2 separate regions of the Zea mays genome follow, and region 2 is linked to region 1. Evidence: chromatin contacts called from public Hi-C data. All regions are on one chromosome and are shown on one strand. The core of a region is the stretch at or near the end of the contact, and the rest is flanking DNA. Distances in the headings are between cores, read along the strand shown.

Region 1 (4,417 bases), core at 839-3,338:
GCCCTGCCATGGGTACGTCTTTCAGCCGGGTCCATATCTCTGGTTGATCGGCCCTTTAGGATGTTCCATTGCTTCAAAAGCTTGGCCTTCACTAATCCACCCCACAAGTTATTCATTTTGAATGCTTCACTTGTTGATTCGCTGCTCATGGCTTCCTTCCCTTTCCCCTTCGTCTTTGTCTTTCGCGCAGCCGCCTTTGCCCTATCACGCCCCACTGGTCGGGGCACTTCCTCCTCGGTGTCTTCAGTGCCTCCAGAACTATATTCACCAGAGACTCCGAGTCGGGTTCTCTTATTCGCAGTCGAATCAGATCCACTACCAAGACCATGCTTTGCTGACCACTTGGGCTCGTGGCGAACAACTTGCCACCATTTTCCTCAGCTTGGTTTTCAGATCCAACAGATAAAGGTGCAACTGGAGGAGGTGCTCCATACGTAGGTGGAGCATATGGATGAAGTGCTCCATACGGAGGTGGAGCATATGGAGCATAAGGAGGTACTCCATACGGAGGTGGAGCATATGGAGGAGGGGCGTATGGAGGTATCTGGAAAGAAGCTTGACTTCCGTCCGCAGCAGGTGGGGGAGGGGCATACGGACGTACCGGGAATGAGGCTTGAATTCTGGCTTGAGAAGTTGAAGGTTGACTATATGAAGACAACGGATATTGATACAAATGATAGGGATAAGGGTATGGTGGTGGACGTGCAGCCGGAAATAATGCACGGGGGAGTGAGGCTAAAACATCGGAGCGACGATGTAGTGAAGAAGACTCATCTAACAGAAGGGTTGTAGGTGACCCATCGGACTGCAAGAGATCCGTGAAGGTGTTCAAATCTGGGGACCAACCCGACATTGTGTGAAGAAAGAGGAGTTTGGAAGAGAAAAATGAGATGAAATGGTGTGTAGAATGAGCTCCACCTGGGTAGGGGTATATATAGAGGGATTGGGGATGAAATTTGTGATTTTTTGCATTTTTTTCGAATTTTTTGGACTCCAAACGGTCAAAAACGGCTAGTTGCAACGGCTAGCACACGTGGACCAATCGGATCGCGACACATGGACCAATCAGATCGCGCCACGTCGCTCTCGCCCCGCCAGTGCCTCGCCTCCCTCTCGCCCGCATCTCGCCCGGGCGGGCGCTCCAGCGCGGGCGAGAGCGAGGCGATACCGCCCGCTCTCGTCGGGCGCGAGCGCCATCGCCCGGCGCCGGCCTCTCGCCCACCTCTCGCCCGCGCGCGAGCGGCAGCGGCCTCTTCTCGCCCGCGCTGCAGCCCGCACTGCCACCAGCCTTAATACACATCTTCCTATTACAGGTGGGCTTAATTGGTGACCCACTGTGGGCCGAACACAGCCGGGTTTGCCTTGCGCACCCTTCCGCTCCTGCGTAGCCTATCAACTTGCACATCATCGTGCTCCTGTCTTGCTTCTGATTCAGCAAGGTAGTGTTTGGTTGAAGAGCCAAGTAGAACGGAGCCGTTCTGTCCTAGTTTTGTTGCTGTTTGGCTACAAAGTAACTAGAACGGAATGACTCCAATTAGGGAATATTCTCCTCAGATCCGGAACCATTCCGCTCCAAAAAAATCAACCGGACGGAGCCGCTCCGTTCTCATCCCGCTCTCACAGTCACGCTCTGTTCCGTTCACTCTGCAACCAAACAAAAAACAGAGCCGCTCCGTTCCAGATTACCAAACACAGAACAGAGCGACTCCGTTCCTAGAATCAGGAATGGAACGGCTCCGTTCTACTTGGCTCCTCAACCAAACACTACCAACTGAAGAAGCAGTGCTGACAGTGTGTGTCTGCGACTCTACTTCCAGGAGCTCGCTGTGTGTGAATGTCGTCGGTCGAGAACACGATGGCGATGAGTGACGCGACGTGAACCTCGAAGGAGTAAGGTACAGCGAGTGAGAGTGAGAGGGCGCCCTTGCCAAAAGTGTGATCTGAAGCCCAGCCGAGTGACCAAGTAGCATTACAGGCCCACCTGACCACTTGACCAGCAAACTGCAAACCAACCCTAAAGCCACCGATCCGACGGCGGGGATCGACCGATCAAACCACAAAACCCTACCCCTGGCCGCCCCTTTTTTATATAAAAGGATCGCCCTCCGCGCGCCGCCGCTCCTTCGCAAACCCTCCTACCCCATTCCGCCGCCCGCCCCGCGACCCCGAGGAGGAGGCAAGATGAAGACGATCCTGGCGTCGGAGACGATGGACATCCCGGAGGGCGTCACAGTGACGGTGGCGGCCAAGCTGGTGACGGTGGAGGGCCCCCGCGGGAAGCTCACCCGGAACTTCAAGCACCTCAACCTCGACTTCCAGCTGCAGGAGGGCGGCCGCAAGCTCAAGGTGGACGCATGGTTCGGCACCCGCCGCACCATGGCCGCCATCCGCACCGCCATCTCCCACGTCCAGAACCTCATCAAGGGGGTCACCAAGGGCTACCGCTACAAGATGAGGTTTGTCTACGCCCATTTCCCCATCAACGCGTCCATCACCAACTCCAACACCGCCATCGAGATAAGGAACTTCCTCGGCGAGAAGAAGGTACACCCTACACACATATCTCTGTTTCGTGCGTGCGTCGAAGCAGATCAGATCTGGGAGGTTGCGATGTGTTCTGACCTGTGTCTGTCTGACTGCTTGGTGGTGATCCCGGGGTCGATCAGGTCAGAAAGGTGGACATGCTTGACGGCGTGACCATCCTCCGCTCCGAGAAGGTCAAGGACGAGCTTATTCTCGATGGCAACGACGTCGAGTTAGTCTCTCGCTCCGCCGCCCTCATCAACCAGGTGAATCCCGGCTTGCTTCGCTCATCATCTCTTACTATTACACATGAACCATTACATATGAGGTTGCTGCTGCTATATGCAGTGTCTGGTGTGCTTTGATGTGGTAGATCGTGAACCTTGCATTTATAATTGCTCTGCTATGAAGCAAGTGCCGCTGTTTAGTTAGTTAAACCTTAGCATTCCAAATAGTTAAACCTTAGCATTCCGATTGGAATGCCGACTTGCCGAGGTTTAATCATATTGGCTGCCCTTAAATGTTAATGAGCCAGGTGGTTTTGGCTTCAAATATGTAGGCATATCACATTTTTAAGGTGACATGGCATTATCTAGTGCGCCAAGATCAAATACAAACAAGAACTCAAGCACCGTCTTATATGTAAAGATATATGTCCATCGTCCATCCATTTGTTAAGCAATTTTTGTCTATGGTTAGTGTGCTCTCAACAAGTCAGTAGGCATTTTATAGGCTCGCTGTGGGTTGTATTTGGTAATACTGACCACCTCTTGCTCATGCCATGATATTTTACACATGGCATGTCTTGGTTCTTGTTTGTGTTTTGATCTTTGATTTGATCTCAAGTACATCATTTGTTTTTACTAGCTTTGTCTTTCAGATTTTGCTGTTATATAATTCACGTTACTATAGCGGATTGATGTGCTACTGAACATTTTCTCTCCATTTCTCTACAGAAATGCCATGTCAAGAAGAAGGATATCAGGAAGTTTTTGGATGGTATCTATGTGAGCGACAAGGGTGTGATCGAAGAGGAGCAGTGAGGGACAATTAGTTGTTATCGTTTGAGTTGGAATTATTGTTTGGTTTGCAATTTTCTCAAGGTGAACTTTGTAATCGGTTAGGATGTGTTGTGGACCATTATCTTATCCTACAATATTATCGTATCTGTTTAAGAATATGAAGCTTGTTTATCATTTCCTAAAAGGATCTGGTCGACGAGGTTACTAAAACAGGTGAAGGTTAAAGGTTTAAACGTAGCTTTAAACAATATAGTAAAATATTAATATATTATAGTTTCAGACAATAATATGAAGCTAAATACCAAACAATCAACATTGTTCACATAATAATATTCTGCAAAATGATATCTCTACAACTGGTCAACTGCACAAGTTCAACTAATAGTAAGTTGACAAACGCAAACAAAATAGAATGAAATCTATAAACATAACAAAAAAAGCAAATAGAGTGGAATGCAATGTTCACAAAATCAAGCACACAAGCGTTATCTAGTCTCCCTTTATTATATGTTAATAACCATCATCTAAATCATCTATAACTAACTTCATCCTTGTCTAATTTGTTGCTTATCACCATATCCACCGCTGTTGTTTCTGGCTTCATCATCCATATCAAGGTCATCAAGCAAAAAAAAAAAAAAAATAACATCGTCTTCGTTCTCTTCACCCACATCAAATCAATCATCATCATCCTTAAATAGTAACACTAAAATATCATGAGCTCTCCTAGGAAAGTTGGGCCTTGAAGCTGTGTAGATGCAGCGACAGCATGATCAATATGCTTCCATGTGAAAAAGGTCATCCCCAAAATAGTTGAATTAACTAACGGATCAACCCACTCATCACCCCAAACAAAATGTTCAAGAACCAAA
Region 2 (4,417 bases), core at 1,422-3,921, 220 kb before region 1:
GTTAGCTTATGCTATTGCTTTAACTTAATCAATGAACATGATATGATTATTTATGATACGATGATGTTATCTCGATGAGGTTCTTGTGATTACTTTAGGGGGCTCAGGCTGTTTTCTGAGTGCCTCTCCGTAAGGACCTGTTTGGGGAGTGACAACCCGGGATAACAGTGCAACCATGAGGGTGGAATGGGACGCCCTTATCTAATTAATTAGAGGAACCAGAGGAGTAGTTGGCTTCGTCGTAGGGCCGTCAATGGGGTCCGAGCACAGTACTTGCTCTGCCGAGGCTGGTTGCAGAGGTTCTTTGATTTGGTTTTGTTAGTCACCCTTCCTCTGGGGAGATGTACTGTGTTTATCAAACTGGAGAAACCTAACAGGCGGCTATGTCCTCTGGGAAATCTTTGTAAAGGCTACGTAGTGAGACCCTGCTAGGTCACCTTGGTAGTGATCAATGGGGAGGCTAGAACCCCGGGTAGAATGGGAATCACGGCTTCTAGGTAAAGTGTGCGACCTCTGCAGAGTGTTAGAAACTGGTATATCAGTCGTGCTCGCGGTTAAGAGCAGCCTTGGGATCCTCTTCGATTAGAAGAACATTGATTACTTTTATGATGATGATTAGCAATGATGCTTATAATTCTGATCTCTGGTATTTCCTCTTGGAGGGAGTACTCCTGGATAATAATTAGGTTTATTACTCAAATTTGGCTCTATTTATATATAAAGCTTGACCAACTAAAAGCAACTGCTCAACCTTAACTCCACATACAACTAGTCCACTTTAGCCAAATGGGAAATTTGCTGAGTACATTGAAGTGCACTCACCCTTGCTTTACAAACCACCCCACCCCAGGTTGTCCCCACTATACTCAGTGCTCAGGAGGTGAAGCTGGTAACATGGAGGACTTTGAGGAGTTCCAGGACTACGACGAGTTCTAGTTTACTTTAGTGGCAAACCCCCAGTCAGCTGCATGTGTAGGCTTATCTTCTACTTTTCGTTTCTCCGCACTTTGATGTTAATGTTAAACACTATAGATATGTATTAGACTCTCTGGATGTCTCAGACACCTTGATGTAATTAAAGTACCTTTCCGCTATTTAATTCGAGCATTGTGTGATGATGTCCAATTATGTATTCGCTGTGTACGTGAGTTCTGATCCTGGCACGTACATGGTTCGCATTCGGTTTACCTTCCAAAACTGGGTGTGACATAAGTGCGGGGCATCGGACAATAGGTAAGAGGCGGTTGAAGCACGGGGCACGGACACGTCAGAGGCGGGCGGAGCGCAGGCCGGACCGATTGCTGCTCCCTTGTCATAGAGGGGGCCGACGAGCTCCCTTCTGGACGAGCGCGACAGAGGGCCTAGATCGGTGGCGAAGGGAGCTGAGGGCGGCTGTGGAGGAGTGGACACATGAATTATTCAATTGGGTTGAGGACAGGGAAGGCCCCACATGTAAGTATCCAAGGTGATGACGGAAACGACGTTGGAGGCTATTTTGGATGGCTGCGGTGTGTTGATGGGTACAACTGAGAACCGCGCAAAACTAAGGGTCTGTTTGGTTGGGTTGTGGCTGTGAAAAAAGCTGTTGTGGGCTGTGAGCTGTTGGAAAAGCTGTTGTGGGCTGTGAGCTATTAAAAAGCTAAAACCGTTTGGTCGAAACCATTAAAAATCGTTAAAAGTTCTTCGATATATGTTCTCACAGTTTCATCCAAAAGCCACTAAAAGCAGGTCTATGGGTGCTTTCATTTTTGCACTGCGAGAAAGTCGGTTTTTAGAAAAAGTTGCTTCATGGATTCAACCCTTTGGTTTGGCTTTTGGATTTTAGGGGGCAAAAGCCAAACCAAACACACAATAAGGGTAGCGCTAAGGAGTGAGTACCAACTAAGGGTAGCAGTATAAAAAACTTTTTTTTACCGAGGGATTTTTGCTTGGCACTCGGCAAAGAACTTATTTGTTGAGTGCCCCAAAGAAAACAGTCGGCAAATCATTTGGCACTTGGTAAAGATCCAAATTTCGGTAGTGGTGATAGGTTGTTTGCCATCCATATTGTACACTAGCTACGCCAAAAACTGCTTGTTCATTCATAGGCAACATGCACGTCACTGCTGATTGGGTCTATAGGTATAGATGGCCAACCGGGCCGGCCCGGTCCCGGCAAGGCCCATGGTCGGTACGGCCCAGCTAATGAAACGTACCGTGCAAGATGGGCCGACGTGCCGCTACCGCGGCCCAGGCACGGCACTGTGGCTCATCTAAGTATATTATATAATTTAGCAAAAAATGTGTAGTTGTGGAGGTTTGAACTCACAACCTAGTGTATAAGTAACTTAAATGCATCTATCTATCCAATGCGGCTATAGTTTTATTGTGTTTTATGTTGAATTCTTATACTTAATATATGTATCGTGCCCGTGCCACCACTACGAGTCGAGATAGTGGTACAGGCACGGCATTATAGCCGTGTCGTGCCAGGCACGAGTACTATACTAGCCGGGCCGGGTCGTGTCTGGGCCGTGCTTTTTCGTGTCGTGCCTGGGCTGGCCTAACGTGTTAGTGTCAAATGGTCATCTATAACTATAGGTATAGACGGACAGACAGACAACGCAGCGGTAGGTGGTCACCATCCATGCACCCCCACCCAGGTCGTCCAAATCCCTTCCCTTCCCTCCCGCTATAAATAAATTCTGATCAGACGAGGCAGGCAGCGGCGGATTCATCAGCTACCTAAGCTCGCTAGCAGATCGATAGATATATAGCTGGAATCGATCCACTGCACTGCATCCATCATCAGCCGCTTTGCATGCACATGGCCCTGACAACGCTCACGCTGGAGCTGGAGTCGGCGGCCGGCGACTACAGCCACAGCCACAGCAGGCGGGAGCGCATGTTCGAGAAGGTGGTGACGCCGAGCGACGTGGGCAAGCTGAACCGGCTGGTGGTGCCGAAGCAGTTCGCGGAGCGCCACCTGCCGCTGCGCGGCGCGGCGGCCAGGTCGCGGGGCATGGTGCTGTGCTTCCACGACGACGCGCGCGGCGGCGAGGCGTGGCGCTTCCGCTATTCATACTGGAGCAGTAGCCAGAGCTACGTCATCACCAAGGGCTGGAGCCGCTACGTCCGCGACAAGCGGCTTGCGGCGGGGGACACCGTCGCCTTCTGCCGCGACGGCGCCAGGCTCTTCATCGACTGCCAACGGCGGCGCAGGACTACTACTCGTAGAAGCGGATCAGAGGGCGCGGTGGTTCTTCCGGCCCCGGCGATTGGCGCCGCCGTGCCGCCGATGTGCCAGCTGCAGATGACGGTCGTCTTCCCGGCCGGCCAGCACCAGCAGGCGGCGGTGGCCATGAAAAAAGAAACAGCTGCGGCACAACAGGAGGATGACAACGAGGTGCAGCGGCGGCGCGGGCGGTGCCTACGGCTGTTCGGCGTCAACCTGCTGGACGAGCTTCGCACCGAGCCGCTGCTGCTTGATCTGCAGCTTTGACGACGCCACGTACATTAATTAGTTTGCATCACAGAATTGGATTCGATTCTTGTAGAGCATCGCTAGCATGTATAATGCATGAACCATGAACTCGAGAACGCCGGTCCGGTGTTTTCATCATGGACATCGAACCTAATCCCAATCCCCAATTATTAATTGGAGCATTACTACGACGCTAGTTGACCCTCAACAATACTACATTCCAAATTACAGGGATTTATTGCATTATATAGATCATAGGTTTATGCCCGTGCGTTACCGCGGGAGTAAAATTTTTTAATGAAACACAGATACGCAACGACAAACATCACTATATTATACAAAATCCGTATGTTAAAATATCACCGTAACACTAATACTATATTGACGATATAATTATATAATATTATTATAAATATACCGATATAAATTGATTGAAATGATGTAGAACAAACGTTATCAATATCACACAAATTATTTCTAAAGAGTCGATATAAAATTTTTAATGACCGACAAACATGTCGATAATTATACACTAATCTAATTCTTTTTAGCGATATTGATAAGTATCAACAAAAGCACATCTATTGACAAGGACCAAACTGAATGTGACCATAGCAGAAAAGAGGATAAAAAGAGTGATATGTTAACTGCCCATAATACCCAAAATACCAGCACACTAAATTAGGGACAGGATGAAACAAGTAGAACTGAAAAAAATCGTGAACCAAGTGGGAGAAGGCCAAAATAAGCAGATAGATATGCTTGTAATTGAGGATAAATCAAATATGTTTTCTTAACAAGCTACCAAGGATATAGTCAAGCGCGCACGCATACTATTGGCGGGCGCTCTAGTTCACATCCATTAGGAATTTTTTGGCAACATTGTCGAGTATCTTACTCGGATAAAGACTATTGTTTACCAGGGCTATTTGAAGCAGTAGGACTCCAATTCTA

What was found. A called contact is a pair of places that touch in the nucleus more often than the background predicts.
Region 2: a Hi-C map of endosperm shows a contact between it and region 1, with 2.8 times the contacts expected there. The contact joins the promoter of LOC103631075 here to the promoter of LOC100284304 in region 1. A contact is called at or near these places in 2 of 25 Hi-C or Micro-C datasets (endosperm and tassel).

What each region holds. Positions count from the first base shown.
Region 1 is chr6:65,526,933-65,531,349 of Zm-B73-REFERENCE-NAM-5.0, reverse strand. It overlaps LOC100284304 (60S ribosomal protein L9-like), which reads left to right and starts at 2,088. Exons shown (of 3, transcript NM_001374378.1): 1 at 2,088-2,544; 2 at 2,667-2,789; 3 at 3,480-3,716. The coding sequence starts at 2,182. The coding sequence ends at 3,566.
Region 2 is chr6:65,750,032-65,754,448 of Zm-B73-REFERENCE-NAM-5.0, reverse strand. LOC103631075 (B3 domain-containing protein Os06g0107800) reads left to right here and starts at 2,671. Exons shown (of 1, transcript XM_008652079.2): 1 at 2,671-3,659. The coding sequence starts at 2,801. The coding sequence ends at 3,481.